Regions from separate parts of the Capra hircus genome. Here region 2 is linked to region 1. Evidence: chromatin contacts called from public Hi-C data. All regions are on one chromosome and are shown on one strand. Each heading gives the region's core, a stretch centred on a gene start, on an enhancer-like site or on the middle of the called end of the contact. The rest is flanking DNA. Distances are from core to core; before and after follow the strand shown. Region 1 has its middle 10 kb from the start of CIPC. Region 2 has its middle 42 kb from the start of LRRC74A.

Evidence for each region. A called contact is a pair of places that touch in the nucleus more often than the background predicts.
Region 2: a Hi-C map of liver shows a contact between it and region 1, with 3 times the contacts expected there. The contact joins two enhancer-like sites. A contact is called at or near these places in 2 of 5 Hi-C or Micro-C datasets (both in liver).

What each region holds. Positions count from the first base shown.
Region 1 is chr10:14,791,312-14,795,668 of ARS1.2, forward strand. No RefSeq gene overlaps it. Among named protein-coding and RNA genes, the nearest start is that of CIPC, 10 kb to the left of the region's middle. Within about 2 kb of position 1,875, at least 1 of the 5 cell types and tissues checked has an H3K27ac peak or open chromatin away from gene starts, as enhancers often do.
Region 2 is chr10:14,955,491-14,960,045 of ARS1.2, forward strand. No RefSeq gene overlaps it. Among named protein-coding and RNA genes, the nearest start is that of LRRC74A, 42 kb to the right of the region's middle. Within about 2 kb of position 2,016, at least 3 of the 5 cell types and tissues checked have an H3K27ac peak or open chromatin away from gene starts, as enhancers often do.

The DNA.
Region 1 (4,357 bases), core at 625-3,124:
CCTGAGGGGTTCACAGCTCAGTGTCTGTAAGTGCGGTAATGAAGATGCTGAACGTGGACAGAAGGCCAGTGAACTCGGGAAGAGGGTGGGGGTCGGGAACAGAGAGTCAGTTCAAGATCCGGAAGGTCGGCAGACAAACGGAGGCGTCTCTGTTTACCTTTCAAAATGGGCCTGAAGCAGGGTCCCTTTTAACACCCTTTGATGTTGGGAAATCCTTGACTTCTCTAATCTGTATCATCCATGTTGCAGCCTACCCCATAGGTCTTCTCATTCCAACTTCAGCTGAAACAGCAAAAACCTTTGCCTCGTCTCCTGATCATTTAGAAACCTTTAGCAATCATATCTGCTGTTCTGTCCTAACACAGAAAAGAGCTACTTGTTTTCCTTCCGGCCCTGAACCCTAGGATTCCCCCTTCCTAGGGCCCTCCAGAGAAGGGGGAAGGGAGCAGGGCCATCAGCCAGTGGGAGAATTGCTCTTGGAAGAAGTCTGCTCTGTAAGCACATTTCACGGCATCTTTCCTAAAGATGGGATGTTCAAAGTTGAATGGCACGTAGAGGAGAAGAATAAAGTGCAGTGTTTCACAGCAGCGCATCAGTAGACTTCACCAGCTTAGGGTGCCAGTGAAGTCACACTGACATCCAGACTCAATCTTGCCAGCTCTGAGCCCCTCTTGAAGGTCTGCAGAAGTCCCTGCTTATCTTCTGTCCTGTCAACTCTTCTTCAGTTACTTCTGGAGGCCCCTGAGGCGTCTCCCGAGGAGACAGAGTTAGATCCACTCTGCTGTTCCACTGTGACCTCCCGCTGATGGTCCTACCCTTCACAACCCCTTGGAAAGGGTACCTAGGGACGTCCCTAATGGTCCAGGGGTTAAGAATCAGCCTGCCAATGCAAGGGACATGGGCTTAATTCCTGGTATGGGAGGATTCTCCATGCCGTGGGCAACTGAGCCTGTGTGCAGCCCTACTGAAGCCCGTGCACTCTAGAGCCCATGCTGTGAAACAGTGGAAGCCACTGCAATAGGAAGCCCACGCATCACAACTAGAGCAAGCCTGCATGCAGCAACAAAGAACCAGCGCAGCCAAAAATAAGATAAACAAGATAAAAGAATAATTTAATTTTTTAAAGAAGTGCACCTCATCAGCATGTGTCTTCAGTAAGAACACTGTTCTTAGAGCGGTCACTCCTGTTGCCTGGGGATGCCATTCTGTCCTGGGGCCACTACACCACCTAGTTGCCAAAGTGGAGGGCGGGATGGATCTGTAGGGAACCAATGACCTTCTCACTGATCGGTTGCCTTTTACAGCCCATGTGCCCTTGCAGAACCGCTGGTATCTTTTAGTTGCTCAAAGTCTCACATGATTACTTCTCTCGCCATCTATCATGCTAACTCTTTGCTCACTGGGGCTGGAGATGAGTCTCCAGGCAGGATGGGGGATGACAGCTCCCTTACTCTGACCTTCCTCCCAAGGAGCTCTGCACCCAAACAAAACAACCCACAAAGCAAAAGGAGTAAAACTCAAAACCCTTCTACTTCAATAAAAATAAAGAAACTGTGCCCACTGATGCAAACAGATACTAATACTTGGGGTGGAGGTGGGGCGGGGGAGTTGGTGGTGTTCTGTAAGCTCCCTCCCAGAGTTAACAAAAGCCAGGAGTACTGAGGCCTTCTTGTGTAACTTGAAAATAAGGTGAAGACTACCCACCCCATTCTTAAAGGCCCCTCTTGGGATGTAATGCATGAAAGTGGCTATCTCATGGGCAATTGGTGAGGGTGTCATTTACGAGAAATTAGCGGGACTTCCCTGGTGTTCTGGTGGCTAAGACTCTGAGCTCCCCTGGCAGGGGGCCCAGGTTCCATCCCTGGTTGAGAAATTAGATACCACATGTTGCAACGAAGGGTTTGAATGCTGCAACTAAAGATCCTGCAGGCTGCAATGAAGAGAGAAGATTCCTGCGTGCTGCAACTAAGACCCAATGCAGCCAAATAATTTTTTTAAAGAGAAATTAGCAATGGTGGCTGTCAAATGGGATTCTTGCTCTACAAGAATTTTAATTGTAGACTGGAATCATGTTTCTCTAAAACAACAACAACAACAAAAGCCAACCAACACAGAGCAAAACTATTTAGATCCAGGTAATGCTACAGTTTTTCCAGTAGTCATGTATGGATGTGAGAGTTGGACTGTGAAGAAAGCTGAGCACCGAAGAATTGATGCTTTTGAACTGTGGTGTTGGAGAAGACTCTTGAGGGTCCCATGGACTGCAAGGAGATCCAACCAGTCCATTCTGAAGGAGCTCAGCCCTGGGTGTTCTTTGGAAGGACTGATGCTAAAGCTGAAACTCCAGTACTTTGGCCACCTCATGCGAAGTGTTGACTCTGTGGAAAAGATTCTGGTGCTGGGAGGGATTGGGGGCAGGAGGAGAAGGGGACGACAGAGGATGAGATGGCTGGATGGCATCACCGACTCGATGGACGTGAGTCTGAGTGAAATCCGGGAGTTGGTGATGGACAGGGAGGCCTGGCATGCTGCAGTTCATGGGGTCACAAAGAGTCAGACACGACTGAGTGACTGAACTGAACTGAACTGAATGCAAAAGACAAAGAAGTGGAATTTTCCTGAAAGTACACTTCATGGTATGGTAGAGCTCAGGGAGAGGCATTAAAGATATCAGTCAAATTCAGGCTTTGTCACAACCCATGGTTGGTTCCCTGATTAAATCTCTTTACCTCTCTGGGCTGCTATTTTTCAGTTTTGAAAGGCAGCAATGATAATATCTGCCCTCCTTTCCAGGGTTGTGAGAAGGGGATAAGACAATGTAAGTGAACATGCTTTACAAGCTGTAAAGCATTTGTTGTTCTCTAAATGCAAGCTGGAGGAAGGAAATACAGCGGCCGTCACACATCCATGTGACTTTCACGAGGCTGGTGGGGTCTTTCCCAGAGTAGCTCTGTGTCCACACATCATGTGTCTTCAGCCCAGATGTGAGGTCTGGACCCAACAGAATCCATCTCGACACAGTGCCTTGTCCTTGTTTTAAGGCCAAGTGGGAAACAGTCCATGTTCCCTCCACTGCTGAGGCCAGTCCTAGAACCAGAGGCAATGGGACTGACTTAGTGCACGTGTGTGCTCGCTGACATGCTGAGATCAAGCATCTGCCCCCCTTCGCCATCAGGGGCCAGCTGTCTGAGCCACTTTCCATTTCGGAATCATTGGTGCACTTTCCCCAGCATCATTCTTCATGTCGAGAGCGCTGGTGACTGACGCAGCTTATCTTAAAGGAGTATTTCACTAGTATCTTTGGGATTTGTTTTCCAAGGTAGGGACACTCTTCAGGTTTTGATGCTGGTACTTTCTTGATCTTGCGGGAAGGATGCTGCATAAGCAGGAAGTAAGTAACACTAGTACTGGTAAAAGCAGAATCCTGCTCTGCTACTTGCAGAACTGGAGTTTTGGGGGCTGGGACCTGCCTGAGGTCAGGAATGGAAGTCAGCAGCTACTTTACACCTTCTTCAAAAGGTGAAAGGAACTATAGTATCTGGCCGTTACGGTCTAAATATATTGTAAGTTCAAAACCCAAGTGTTGGGTCTTTCCTGGCAGTCCAGTGGTTAAGATTCTACCTTCCAATGCAGGGGGTACAGGTTTGATCCCTGGCCAAGGAGCCAAGATCCCACATGCCTCACGGTCAAAAAACCAAAACGTAAGAAAAAAAAAAAAAAAAAAAACAGGAGCAATGTGCTTAGTCGCTCAGTCTTGTCTGATTCTTTATGACCCCATGGACTGTAGCCCACCAGGCTCCTCTGTCCATGGGGATTCTCCTGGCAAGAATACTGGAGTGCATTGCCATGCCCTCCAGGGGATCTTCCCAACCCAGGGATCAAACCCAGGTCTCCCGAATTGGAGGTGGTCTCTGAGCCACCAGGGAAGCCCTCAGAAGCAACGGCATAACAAATTCAATAAAGACTTTTAAATAGTCCACATTAAAAAAAAAAATCTTAACAAAAATATGTGTTCTGTTACTAAGGTTGCTTGTTTAAAAAATCCATCTTCCATGGTTAGCTTTGGCCAACAAGGGTATCTGGGACCAGGAACACATAGGATCTGTATCAAATGGACACAAAATATCACTTCCACACAATACGTTCTTTCCAGAACTGAGAAGAAGCCTCAGTAAGCATGAAATGGCCAATGGTATGCAACAAAGGGCTTCCCTGGTGGTTCAGACGGTAAAGAATCTGCCTGCAATGCAGGAGACCCAGGTTTGATCCCCTGGGTTGAGAAGATCCGCTGGAGAAGGAAATAGCAATCCACTCCAGTATTCTTGCCTGAGAAATCCATGGACAGAGAGAAGCTTGC
Region 2 (4,555 bases), core at 766-3,265, 160 kb after region 1:
ACCCGGCTCCCAGGTGCTGGCTGTCCTTGAATCACAGAGCCTGGTGAGACCTCAGGACCTCCGAGGCTGAGCCGGTTTCCCTCCCTCCCAGCCCCTGGGGAGGCCCTGCAGAGTTGGGGAGCAAGGAGCCAGCAATCTGTCTGTCTGTACTTTCCAGCAGCCAAATGTGAATGCTGTAACCTCCGAGGGGATGACAACGCTCATTCTATCGGCTGTTTCCAAGCTTCACATGCAAAGCCAGCGGTGCTGTCTGATGTCAGGGAGACTGGGCCAGGGGGGGGGGGGGACAGGTGGGAGGGGTTAGAGGTGTAGAGGCCTAGAGTTCATGGCTGAAAGTCGGGGGCCAAGAGTCAGGCCTCAGGCAGAAACAGAGAAGTCAAGGCAGGAGGGGAATACGGTTGAGGGGAAGCTCTGCTCAGCGGTTTCTGAGAAGCAGGCAGTGGAGGTGGAGGGGCATCTGGTTATGCAGGAGCGTTTGGCGGGGTCCTCTTCCAGGGTCGGCCATGAGGGCTGTGCTTGACTTTCAGAACTTAAAGTCCCTGCGGGTGTAGAGGGGGTGCCCTCTTATTCTCCAAGGAGATGAGGGGCAAAGACGTGTGTTCTGCAGCTTTGTAGACTTGGGAAACCTGGACGTGAGCCAGGGTATTTCTGGATTCTTTCAATGTTGTTATTGTTCAGTCGCTCAGTCATGTCTGACTCTCTGCGACTCCATGGACTGTGTAGCCCACCAGGCTCCTCTGTCCATGGGATTCTCGAGGCAAAAAATATTGGAGTGGGTTGCCATTCCCCTCTCCAGGGGATCTTCCTGGCCCAGGGATCGAACCCGGGTCTCCTGCATTGCAGGCAGACGCTTTACCATGGGGTCCTTCACCTGGCATCTGGGAATTGGTGCTGGCCGTGGTACTGGGGAAGGTGATGGGGGGAGACAGGCTCCACCACTCTGGAGGCCAAGTGTCCCTGGGGGGGGCCTCAGGAGCCCTTTCCCAGGAAGGCCATGTCCACTTCCAGCTTGCTGACACCCCGAGTCTGAGAACCAGGCCCAGAAGTGCTCCTGGGCCATGGGAATGTGGGGGACGCAGCTCGGGCCAGGGCTGAGCAGAGTTACCGCCGTGGAAAAGGGCGATGCCGGCTGCGGGGGCACCCTCCGAGCCAGGCATGGCGCCCAGCCCCCCAGGATCCATAGTGACACCCACAGCGCCCCTGGGAAGGGGGCGACAATTTCCCTCCTTACAGGTAAGGAAGCAGCAGACGAGAGCTGCCGCTTTCTGCCCGGTCTCCTGTGGCCGGTCAGTGGCAAAGCTGGGCTCTTACTTCGGAGCTCTGACCTGCTTTGCGCCCTCGGCATCCAGCCCGGGAGGGGCCTTCGTGATGCTGGTGGCCCTGGTAGCAAAACCCGTCCAGGACGTGGTTTTGAAACCAGTAAATTCATTGACACTTTTGTCCCCTTCCTTAAAGTCTTCCCTTGTAGCTCAGCTGGTAAAGAATCCGCCTGCAATGTGGGAGACCTGGGTTCGATCCCTGGGCCAGGAAGATACCCTGGAGGAGGGAATGGCTACCCACTCCAGTGTTCTGACCTGGAGAACTCCATGGATTGTATAGTCCACGGGGTCACAGAGAGAGTCAGACACGACTGAGCGATTTTCCCTTCACTTCCTCCTCTGCAGAAGCAAGTCTCGCTGCCAGTTTGACTGAATTCCCTCCCTCACCCTTTCCTCTGGGTCTTACTTGAGCTTGGCTGGCCATAGCTTCCCGCAGACACGAAGAAGGGGAAATGCTGCCGGGGGTTCCGGCCTCTCCAAGCCTCCCTGAGAAAATATGCATCTTAATGGGGAGGGGGTGAGCAATCCTGGGATCCTGGGACATGCTGGGGAAGGAGCCTGGGGTGGGGGTGGGGTAGCCCAGTTCTCACCCTCTGGGCACAGAAGACTGGGGTGCTGGGTTAGGGCCCGCCCAGGGTTCCTGGCTCCTGCCTGGAGCCCTCTGCCAGGAAGGGCAAGATTCCGCCGGGCTGGCTTCTGAGAACTGGGCCAGGCTCCAGGCTGAGCCTCGGGCAGATCCCCAAGGCTCAGTCTTGCCTCTTTCCCCACCCCACAGACCGGGATGGGCCTCCTCTCTGCCCTCTTTTGTGCAGCCGGGGAAGCCAGGGCCAGCTCCCCGCCTGCCAGCTGGTTTCCCGGACCCTGGACCAGCTGTGAGAGAGGGGGTGGGAGCAGCCACTGGGCTCTGGGAAGTGGAAACCAGGAGTCAGGCGGCCCAGGCGGGCGGGTTTAGGCTGGGGTGGTGAGGCCGGCAGGCTTGGGCAGCATTCTGGAGGAATTTCTGAATTACCTCCTGGCTGGAGACCGGAGGCCAGAGCGGGGGCCCTGGGCTGGTCCTGCTGGCTGCGGCCTTCCCGCCTCGGCCCGAGTCTCTGCCCGCCTGCCTAGGCATTGCAGCATCCTCTGATGAACGGGTGAGAACTCAGCTCGAAGGGGATGGTCAGGGCTCCCCCTCCCCTATTGTGGGAGGTGGGGAGGGGGTAAAGGGGGAGGGGTGAGTTCCCCCCTGACCTTGGCCTCACCTGCCCCTGGTGAGCTCAGGGCTGCTCTGTATCTCCCCTGCCCTCCAGAATCACAGGTTCCACCTGGCTAAAGTCGAGAGGAGGCCTCTGGTGTCTCCATCGTCACTGGAGTGTTTAGGGGGTGGGAGGTGGCGGTCGGTTGCTCCAGCACCCCCCAGTTCTGTCCCCCAGATGGGACGGCTTTTGGTGTGCCAGTGTCGGGCAGGAGTGGCCACAGAGTCTGTGGGGCTGTGTCTGTTAGGAAGTTATTAGGAGTCTGACGACAGTGACAGCAGAGCAGGAAACCAAGCCCCAGGGCTTCCTAATTATGGAACCCCCCCACCCTGGGTGACCACACAGGCAGCACCCATAAAACCAGCCTGCTCCCAGGAAGTCCTGGCCCTTGAGGCTCCACCCCGTTTGTCTCCTGGACCTTGGCTGGAAGGCAGATCTGAGCAGGGCTCCCCCAAACCCCCCAAACCCCCCAAACCCCCACCTCTGCTCCTTCACATCTCATGCTGTGATTAGTGTTATCAGTGATGCCCCACCCTGGCCTCTCCTTGGGGAAACTGAGGCAGCAGGAAGGGCCTGGGGACTCCCCCACCACGATGGTGGGAGGAGGGATAGTGGGGGTGGCTGAGCCCGGGCTCCCCTCAGCGGCCCAGGGCTCTGGGCAGGACTCGGTGGTGGGGCAGTTGTCACCGTAGCCTTCAGATCTCCATCAGGACCGTCCCCCCTTTATGGGGGGTGGAGCCGGGGCGGGGGATCACGGTGGCTTCACCAGCTGCAGATCCGGCATCTGCCTGGCCAAGCCTGGTCGCTTTGTTCTTGGTCTCCCCCGCACAGCCAGCGCACAGCGGCTGGCTCAGCCGCTCCCTGGCAGGATGACTGCCCCTGGGGGACAGTGGGGCCCAATCCAGGAGTGTACTGACCTGGAAATTGTACTGGGTTCTGGCGGCGGCAGCTGGCCAAGGTCAGGGAGCAGGCGGGAAGCCGGCCCTCCAGTTCCAGGGAAAGGCCGAGTCGGGAGGGAAGGTGGGCCTGACCGCCATTCCTCTGCCCTGGGCGAGCCCTTCCTGACTGCAGCCGCACCCCCAGACTCCCACTGGCCTAGGGATGAGAAAGCCCGCCACCCTCCGCTTATGGTGCACCAAGGACCTGGCCAGGGGTCCCGGGCGGTCTGTGTGCGGGGTCCCATCGAGTCTCACAAAAGCCGTAGGCGGCAGGTCTCAATGTTACTGTCACAGTGAGAGTCAGATTAGCTGGGAAGCTGGTTCTAGGCCTCAGGGCTGCCTTGTTGTCCCCAGCTGCCCTTCCTCCGCGCAGTCTTCAGAGCGGCCCTGTCGGGGTGCCTGTCTAATCAATGTCCGCCTCTCTGATTGGGCTTAAGCCCCGTGTCCCTGAGTAGAGCTGCCCCTTGAATTCACACCTGGCCCATGGCGACGTTCAAGGCTCTGTCTGACCCTGGTGCCACACACAGGGCCTGGCATGTGGTAAGACCCCCCCATAAAGAACCAGGGAAGGTGGGAAGGGGTTGTGTCAGGAGTCCCACACGGGTCGGTGGGACGCCCAGCCTGCATCCCTACCCGCTGGCCTGCCCCTCACCCAGGTTCCTTGAGGTGCTTCTGCTGGACCAGAGTAGGGCCAGGCGCGCTTTGCATCGGCCGGGGGCTGAGAGGGGGGCAGAACTGAGTGTGGGGTCACCCTCTCCACCCCTCCGTCAGGGTCCCCATCACTGAGGCTCCTTCACGGGAGCCCCCCCCCACCCCGAGCTGGCTGGCTCCTGGCTGCTTTATTGCCTCCCCAGCTCTGTGAGGCCGGTGTTGCAGCAGTTGGGAGGGTCCGTCCCTGTGAGGTTGGGGGCCCAGGGAGTGTGTCACCAGGGGGGCCTCTTCTGGAAGAAACACCGTGTGGATTCTTCCCTGTGGATCCCCCAACGGGTGTCTAGTCCCCCGCTTTCCCAGTGCCCTTGGAGTCTCTGCTTCCACCGTTTGGCTGGAGCCGCAGCTCGGGGTC